2 separate regions of the Mus musculus genome follow, and region 2 is linked to region 1. A link is a contact called in public HiChIP or PLAC-seq data. All regions are on one chromosome and are shown on one strand. Each heading gives the region's core, a stretch centred on a gene start, on an enhancer-like site or on the middle of the called end of the contact. The rest is flanking DNA. Distances are from core to core; before and after follow the strand shown.

Region 1 (3,728 bases), core at 396-2,895:
TCCTTCAGTATTTTTAAAACCACTACCTATTTATTTAAAATAAGATATTTTAAGATATAATTTACATATCTTATTTTAAGAATATTTAAAAGTGATGTTTCCATATAATACATGTAACAGTATTATCACTTGAATACATTCCTTGTCACTAAACCCAGAGTAAGGCTTACCCTGGAGGACTCTGTAGGCAGAAGATGGGATCAAATGACTTTCACTTTTCCTCAGCATTCTGTCCTGTATTTCCATGGAAACCGGGCACATAGTTTTGATTCGGGTCATCCTCTCCGCCCACAGAACCTTTCAGCTCTCCAGGCAATTGTAAAAGTATCTTCTTTTCTGGTTTGTTTTTATTCTTTGTAATTACAGCTGGAGCTCCAGCAGAGACTGAAGTAAATGATCCCCTGCTCCCTTGGAAGTCCTAGAGATCTTCGGGTTTAGGCAAGCTTGGTTATTCCCCCCAAACTAAAAGCACATCAAGTTGTTAACAGACCTTGAATGCAGCACTTGAAGATGCTCTGCAGTCCTGGAGAATAGCCTAGGTAATTCCAAGGGTTCTTCTTGATCCTCTCTGTGAAAGGATGTAAAGTCCTATCAGTACCCATCACTTGCTCTACCTCCATGCCTTGCTCTGCCATCAGTTCACAGAGGAAGCTCAATAGAAGATAAGTAAGATAGCACTCGTCAACATTTCAATCTGGGTGGGGAGATCTTACAAGACCCCACCCTAGATAAAGGGCTGTAGGAAAACAGTGGCAGCTTAGAGAGGAGGAAGTCAGTCTGTCTTCTCCAGAGAAAAGTCCCCAGAGAGGTGATTCAATCCATCTCAAGTGGTACACCCTACACAGACATATAGATGAGAGCAACACTAAGTGGATTCAGAAGGAAATTGTATAGAGAGTTGGAGAAAGCGAGGGAGAGATGTAACTATAATATTTAATAAGTATTCAATTAATTAAATTAAATTAAAAAAATAAAGGTCAAGAACTTGAGAGGGGGACATGGGAAGAGTTAGAAGGAGAGAAGATGGGATTTAATGATGTAAATTGTAGTCACATATGAAATCTTCAATACATTTTTTAAAAGAAAAAAAGAAAAATGCTCGCTTAGTTCCCAGGAAACCAACTGATCGCTTTTTGCACGTTGTCTGTTGTTGTCTTCCAAAGGCCCCTTGTCACATTTTTCTCTTAGTACGACAATACTGCTGGCAAGTCTGTTTTTCCTCATCAGCTATAATCTTCACTATACCAGAAAACAAATTAACCTATAATCTTCACTATATTAGAAAACAGATTAACCAATAGGAGAATGGATGTGCTTTTTTTTTTTTTTTTTTTTTTTTTTTTGGCTTAATTGTCCTCTTAGTAATCAACCCTCCAAAGTTGTGTCAGACAAGCCTTTTTAAGTTGGGTAACATAATGTCCCTGTCTCACTGGTTTATTCTCCCTGCTTCAGTTGGTCTTCAGTGTCTGGAAATTGCAGAGAGTAGAAGAATTACTACTTTGAGATTAGTACTTTTCCAGTAACCAGTTCTTGAGACAGATGTTATTTCTTAAGGTAAACCACGTTCTTGCGATTACTCATGGTCCACTCTGGGATGAAGCCACTGTCGGCAATGTGTAGTCCTTTCTCCGCAGAGTTCTGGTGTGGGAGTCTCCCATGACTCACCTCCTTCAGAGTAGCTGATCCATCATCAAGAAAACACTGTCTGAACTGGACCTGGAAACAAAATAGAAAACTATGTGAACTTTCTGAGGAGTTCAAGATTATGTGGAAACTTTGAAAACTTGCCATTTGGGCTATATGTGCATCTTGTGTTTTTCTTGGTTATTCAGTCTTCCTCTTGAAGCACAAGACTTGAAGCTACAACTCCTTTTTTCAGCGGTGCCTATCTTCACTATCTTCACAATTTTTGTTAGAGGTCAATATTTGTTTCTACTTGACCATTTATTTACTTATTATCTGGCAGGTACTAAATTCAAGTTAATCCTAGAAGCAAAATCTACCTTACAGATTTTAAGGGATACTAAAAGTTGCTAAGAAGTTTCTCAAGGTAAGCTAGTTGATTGAACTGCCAAACTTTAAAAGCAAGCATGATATAGAAATCTGTCCTTGCTTTACTAAGTTCGAATATCCCCTCCAAAAGAGGAATTGAAGTTTATTCATCACTATTTCAGAACTGGGAGGTGGGCCCTTTAAGAAGTGTCTGGGTGGTGCTGAGTCTGTTCTCACAGATCAGTGCCACCACTGCAGGTGTGTATTTTACAAAAAGCGTGAGTTCATTCTGACTCCCCGTGTCTGCCTAGCATAGATGGGCTGCTGCCCATTTGTTAGATTGCTGGTGCCCATGGAACTTTGCAGCACCCAGGACTGTGTGCCCAGTAATCATCCATTGTTTATAAATTATCCAGCCTGTGGCATTCTGTTAGGCTGTGTGAACTGGAATAAGACACTAAGTCATGTTGAGGAAACAGCTACTGCCTTTTCTTGTTGCTTTGCAGCAGGCTGCCCCAGTGATTTGCTTTCTTTCTTCTCTCTCTCTCTCTCTCTCTCTCTCTCTCTCTCTCTCTCTTAAAATAATTCTTGCTGTTTCGGGTAGTTGTATGCCAACCGGGCCCATCTGGTGCTATTTTTCTAGAATATTACAGGACTGCTTTCCTACTCAAAGATAACACTTTCACATGTCCTTAAAGCTTTTCTTGTCTTCATCCTTGCAGTGGTCACTCTACTGTAATCAGTTTGCCACAAGCTGGATTCCAATAAGAAATGGTGGAGGGGGGGATGGAGGATGATAGAAGGATCCGTAGCAGCTGTGTGGATAATGGATACTGACATCAGTCCTGTACACAGGCTCGGCTCAGCAGAGTCCTTCCCATAGCAGGAACTGCCTCGCTGCCAGCCATGGCTGCACTCCAGCACTCTGGTGGCAGACTGCATGGCAATGCAGGTATTTTGGGAAACACTACCATCTCAAATAGCTGAGAGCATACATAACCAAAAGCCCTTGAGAGGACAGTGTGAAAGCTTCTGGTATGTTGATAATTTCACTTTGATGTATAAAACTCACAGATTGTCTTGTGAAATCAACTTTCTGCCAGGAAGTCATAATTACGGAACCAAAGTCAAAGGCACAGTATAGCAGTGAAACCCTGTGTCCAGCTTGAGATGTTTCCTCTCAGCACTGAAGCCTCTTAAGATGCTTCCTAGAGAGTAGATTTCTGATGATACAGGCAAGAACAGTCGATATGTAGAACACTACTAAAATTTGAAAATGTTCAACCATAGCAAGAAAATGCCCACTATGCCAAAGCAAGTTAACAATATTTAGGTGGAACTATACACCTTCAAAGATTAATATCTCATCGGACATGTGTGCAGTATTCCCCCTCATTATCTGTAGGCATGAACAGAAAAGGCAGTCCCAGGAGTGAACTCATCAATGAGGTTCCACATCCAGAGGTTGGAAGTAATGCTTGTTTCTATACAATTGTACAATTTCTTTGATCGAGGCTGAAGGAGCAGAAGTCTTACCTATCAAGAGTAAAGTCTATTAGAAAAGTCACATGATGAAACTGCTTACCTCATTGTAAAGGTAACAAACCAATTCTGGCTTAGGTTACCAGAGATCTGAGGGTCAGGATTCTACCTCATCCTTGTGACACTCAGGTCATTTATCAGTTTATCAGAAAGATCACTACTTTCCCTGAATGAACACATCATTGAGAGTGAGA
Region 2 (3,728 bases), core at 419-2,918, 700 kb before region 1:
CTGGGAGGATGGTGGTCTATATTACTTCTATAACTGTTGGGAATCCTCAAAAACAAAACAAAACAACAAAACCCAACCAAACAAACAAAAAACCCCCCACCATACTGTGTTTTCATGAGGAGACACTGTACACATGTTATGTAGTTTGACATGGTCACTGCCAAAAATGAATAATTAGGGCTTAAATTCAGATTATTTTCATTAAAAACTTTTCTTCTCAACCACTATCTGTTTTTATGTACATGCTTATATTATTTGTTGTTTTGGAACATATTATGTTTAAATAATGGACATTGTGTGGATGTTTCTTCATAGAATGACACATCAGTGCAATTGTACCTTAACACACTGTGTGCTTTAATCTCAAGCAAGTTACTAAGCTATGCTGAAGCTCACTATTCAGCAGGCTGAGGCTTACATTCCTACTATAGCATCTATTGATGAGACAACTGGAAATCAATACATGAAATTTAAATGACTTGTGCAACCCTATTTTCCACCATGAACAGATAATGGCTATGAAACAGGTAAAGGTGGGCAATGTTTTGTGATGTCTGTGTTTCAAACCCTTGGACTACTAAAATGATCCACATAATCGAATCCTGTGAGTGTTTGGGCCACCTTCCCGACATTCCACTTTAGCCTCTCCCCTCCCTTTAGCAAGAGTCAATTATTAGAAATGTACTTGTCGCTTCTTGAAATGACATCTCATCTTAGATTACTAATAAGCAAGCAAGCACATTTATATTGTTACAGCTGTATCTTTCACAACTGGGTCTTCATTGGGAAGGACTGAGGAATCTGGGCTGAGACTGAGCACATCGTGTTCTTCTTAGGATAACATGAAGGTTTCAAGAACAAAGAAAGAAAAGAGAGTATTTTGGGTCAAATGCTGCCAGGCAAAGAAAGCTGGCTCAGGGACACAGACTGCCATGTGTCCATGGGAAGGTACTTAAACATCTCTGCAAACCTAAGGGTTTGCAACCTCTTCCATTCAGAAGGTTGCTGCAAGAAGATCTTAATCCAAAGCCTGCCAGAGCAACAAGTGAAATCCTATGTGGAAACAAAACAAAATAGCAAAAGCAGTGGAAAGAGAGCTATAGCTCAAAAAATAAAAAATAAAAATAAAAACAAAGATTGTATTTTAAAAACGTAACTGACTTATGTTTTACTACAATGCTTAAAAGGCAAGGCTAAAACTCATTAGCTAACAAGGAGTAAGGGTCCTCCTTACTCACACTACTTTGTAGATAGTGTTGTTACTTACGCAAGCACCAAGTTTTCCCAAGTTGGAAGGACTTTTATACCTGTTATGTATGGATCAATGCAGAACTCAAAGGAAAGACAGTTTTTGTCTAGAAAATGTATGTCCACATGTCTGTTACTAAACCTGCGCAGTAAAGCAAGAAACACTACTGAATGTCAATGACTGTGATACCAATATCTCTATTCTGCCTGGCAACTGCTTCCTTTTGTATAGTGAGTCCCCATCAGGGAATGAGGGTTGGTTACTGGAAAAGATTCAGAGAAAACATGAAGCTACATGACAGGGTAAGACAGGCTCCAAACATTTATGGTAGTAACAAATTTAATCATCACCGTAGGCTGTTATTCAACTATCCCCAAATCAAAACAGTCCCAAGAGAACCACAAAAGGAAATGTGGAACCACACTTGTTGGCATGGCCCCCTGACCACCAAGTGCCCACCTCCTGCTGTGTGCCTCACGATCAGAATGGCCTTAGGCAAGTTACTCAAGGTCTCAGAACCACAAGATACTTACATATAAATTATTGTGACATGAGCCCCATTTCGTAAAAAGATTATTTGTGTGATTAACCATGTTAATATTGGAACAGGAGGCTTAGGAGTTTCTGGATTTTTGGTAAGAACCTGACAAATGTTACATCAAGCACGGTTTCTAAATGGCTACATCAGGAATGTCAAGATCTCAGGCTGAAGGGATTTTCCTGGTTGGAGCTGGAAGGAAGGCCTTCGGGACACATCCCAAAGCATTGGCCTGTTTTCCTCTCATGCCCTTCCTACACCCTTCTGGTACTTTATATTTCTATTGCAATTCCTCACCATGCTTGCAAATTCCAGAGTAATTGGTTTTACTTTGCCATGTCAGAGATGGAAATACCAGGATATCCACTGAAGCTGTAGACCACAGGTTAGAAATGAAGGATTTGTTGGCATCTGACGCAACTGGAGCAGTTAGGAAACTAGCATGAAAAATCCATGATGAGCAGTTTTGGGAGATGGATGAGTGGGTAAAGAGCTTGCCACATCAATGTGCGGCCCTGAGTCTGGATTCCCAGAAACCATGTTCAGGAGACCAGTTGTGGTATCTAGCAACTCTAATCCCAGTGCTTCTACATGAGATTAGAGGTTGAAATAGAATTCCCAGAAGCTCAGAGGCCAGAAAGCCTCGTATATGCAATGGTAAAATCATATCTCAAGCTGGAAAGAGAGGGTAGACATCTAGGGTAGGCATCTATTTAATATGTACCATGCCTGCATGCTTGCACTGACACATTGATACACACACACACACACACAAAGGTACATGATTAAAAATTATAGTAGGTGATGAAAAGTTCTAGACGGCTCAAAAATTATAAACTTCCTTTGTCCACATGTAGAAGCATTATTATCCTGAATGTAAATTTATATAATATAAAATTAAGCTCTGCTTGTTCCTTAATGGTGATTTAAAAGACCTCCACAACTATTGGATCACGGTGACATTTAAAAAAAAGAGGGAATAATTATTTATAAGCCAAACATTAAAAACCCAGCACCTGGGCATACGTTCACTCCTGTGATTTTTCACATTGTCACCAACTTTACCTCATAACACCATACCACACTGTTACAAATGCAGCCACTTACGACAGCCATCAGCAAATGAAAACATCTTGCACACATAATTACAACTAAAATGTTAAAGCCCAACCAAAGAAAACAGAAACTCAAATAAAGCATGCCCAAGAAACAGAAACCTTTTATAAGGACATTTAAGGATTTTCAAGAGCACTTAGGATATTTTTTAAGCCAGGTTTTCCCCCTCAGATTTCCCTACTGCCTACTTTGCATGTCATATGCTTAAAGTCTTTCCATACTATCTTACACAAAGGGGCTTCTCTCTTCCCCCATCCTTCAACCTCCTGGTTTGTAGTCTCTTCACAGTGTTTATCAATGTCAGTAATTACCTGCCTGACTTATTTGTCTTATGTTTCTCCCCAGTCTTTCCCCCAGTGGATTAGATCTTCTGCTATAATGGGTAGCCAGTGGCCCTGCTCACTGCATGGCCAGGGGCCACAGTAGTGACTATTCCCAGAAGGCACACAGGCACTTGCCACTGTACCTGGGCCAAGCTTCATTTAGAAATCCATTAGGAAATCAGAGAATTTTCTGAGGTGCCCTTGGGGTCAGGAGGCATGACAATGATTTTGTGGAGTTTGTCTCAGTGGAAGACAAAGCCTTCAACCACTCTAAATAGAATGTGTCAAGAACGGAGCCAGATGAAAGCATCTTAGAGTGGCTACCTCTCCTGGCTCCATCAGAATCTCCCAAGATGTAACCTTATTAACAAGCTTAAGGAAGACCCTTCTCTGGTCCATAGAGAATACATTTGAACATCAGTTTTAGATGAAATACATAAATAATAGTTACCATCTGATACCCAAAGCAACTTTGGCATTTTGCCATCAGTCACAGTTCCTT

Evidence for each region. HiChIP or PLAC-seq counts read pairs in DNA pulled down with a chosen protein or histone mark.
Region 2: a CTCF HiChIP or PLAC-seq map of the NIH/3T3 cell line shows a contact between it and region 1, with 5 read pairs. The contact joins two enhancer-like sites. A contact is called at or near these places in 1 of 15 datasets of contacts at CTCF or cohesin (the NIH/3T3 cell line) and 1 of 115 datasets of contacts at active chromatin or transcription factors (fibro-adipogenic progenitors).

What each region holds. Positions count from the first base shown.
Region 1 is chr3:136,164,783-136,168,510 of GRCm38.p6, reverse strand. The region is part of intron 7 of Bank1 (B cell scaffold protein with ankyrin repeats 1); the gene reads left to right. Among named protein-coding and RNA genes, the nearest start is that of Bank1, 160 kb to the left of the region's middle. Within about 2 kb of position 1,645, at least 47 of the 459 cell types and tissues checked have an H3K27ac peak or open chromatin away from gene starts, as enhancers often do. A contact at or near this core is called in the NIH/3T3 cell line, where this site is marked.
Region 2 is chr3:136,864,706-136,868,433 of GRCm38.p6, reverse strand. All of the region lies in intron 2 of Ppp3ca (protein phosphatase 3, catalytic subunit, alpha isoform), which reads right to left. Among named protein-coding and RNA genes, the nearest start is that of 1700006H20Rik, 89 kb to the left of the region's middle. Within about 2 kb of position 1,668, at least 11 of the 459 cell types and tissues checked have an H3K27ac peak or open chromatin away from gene starts, as enhancers often do. A contact at or near this core is called in the NIH/3T3 cell line, where this site is marked.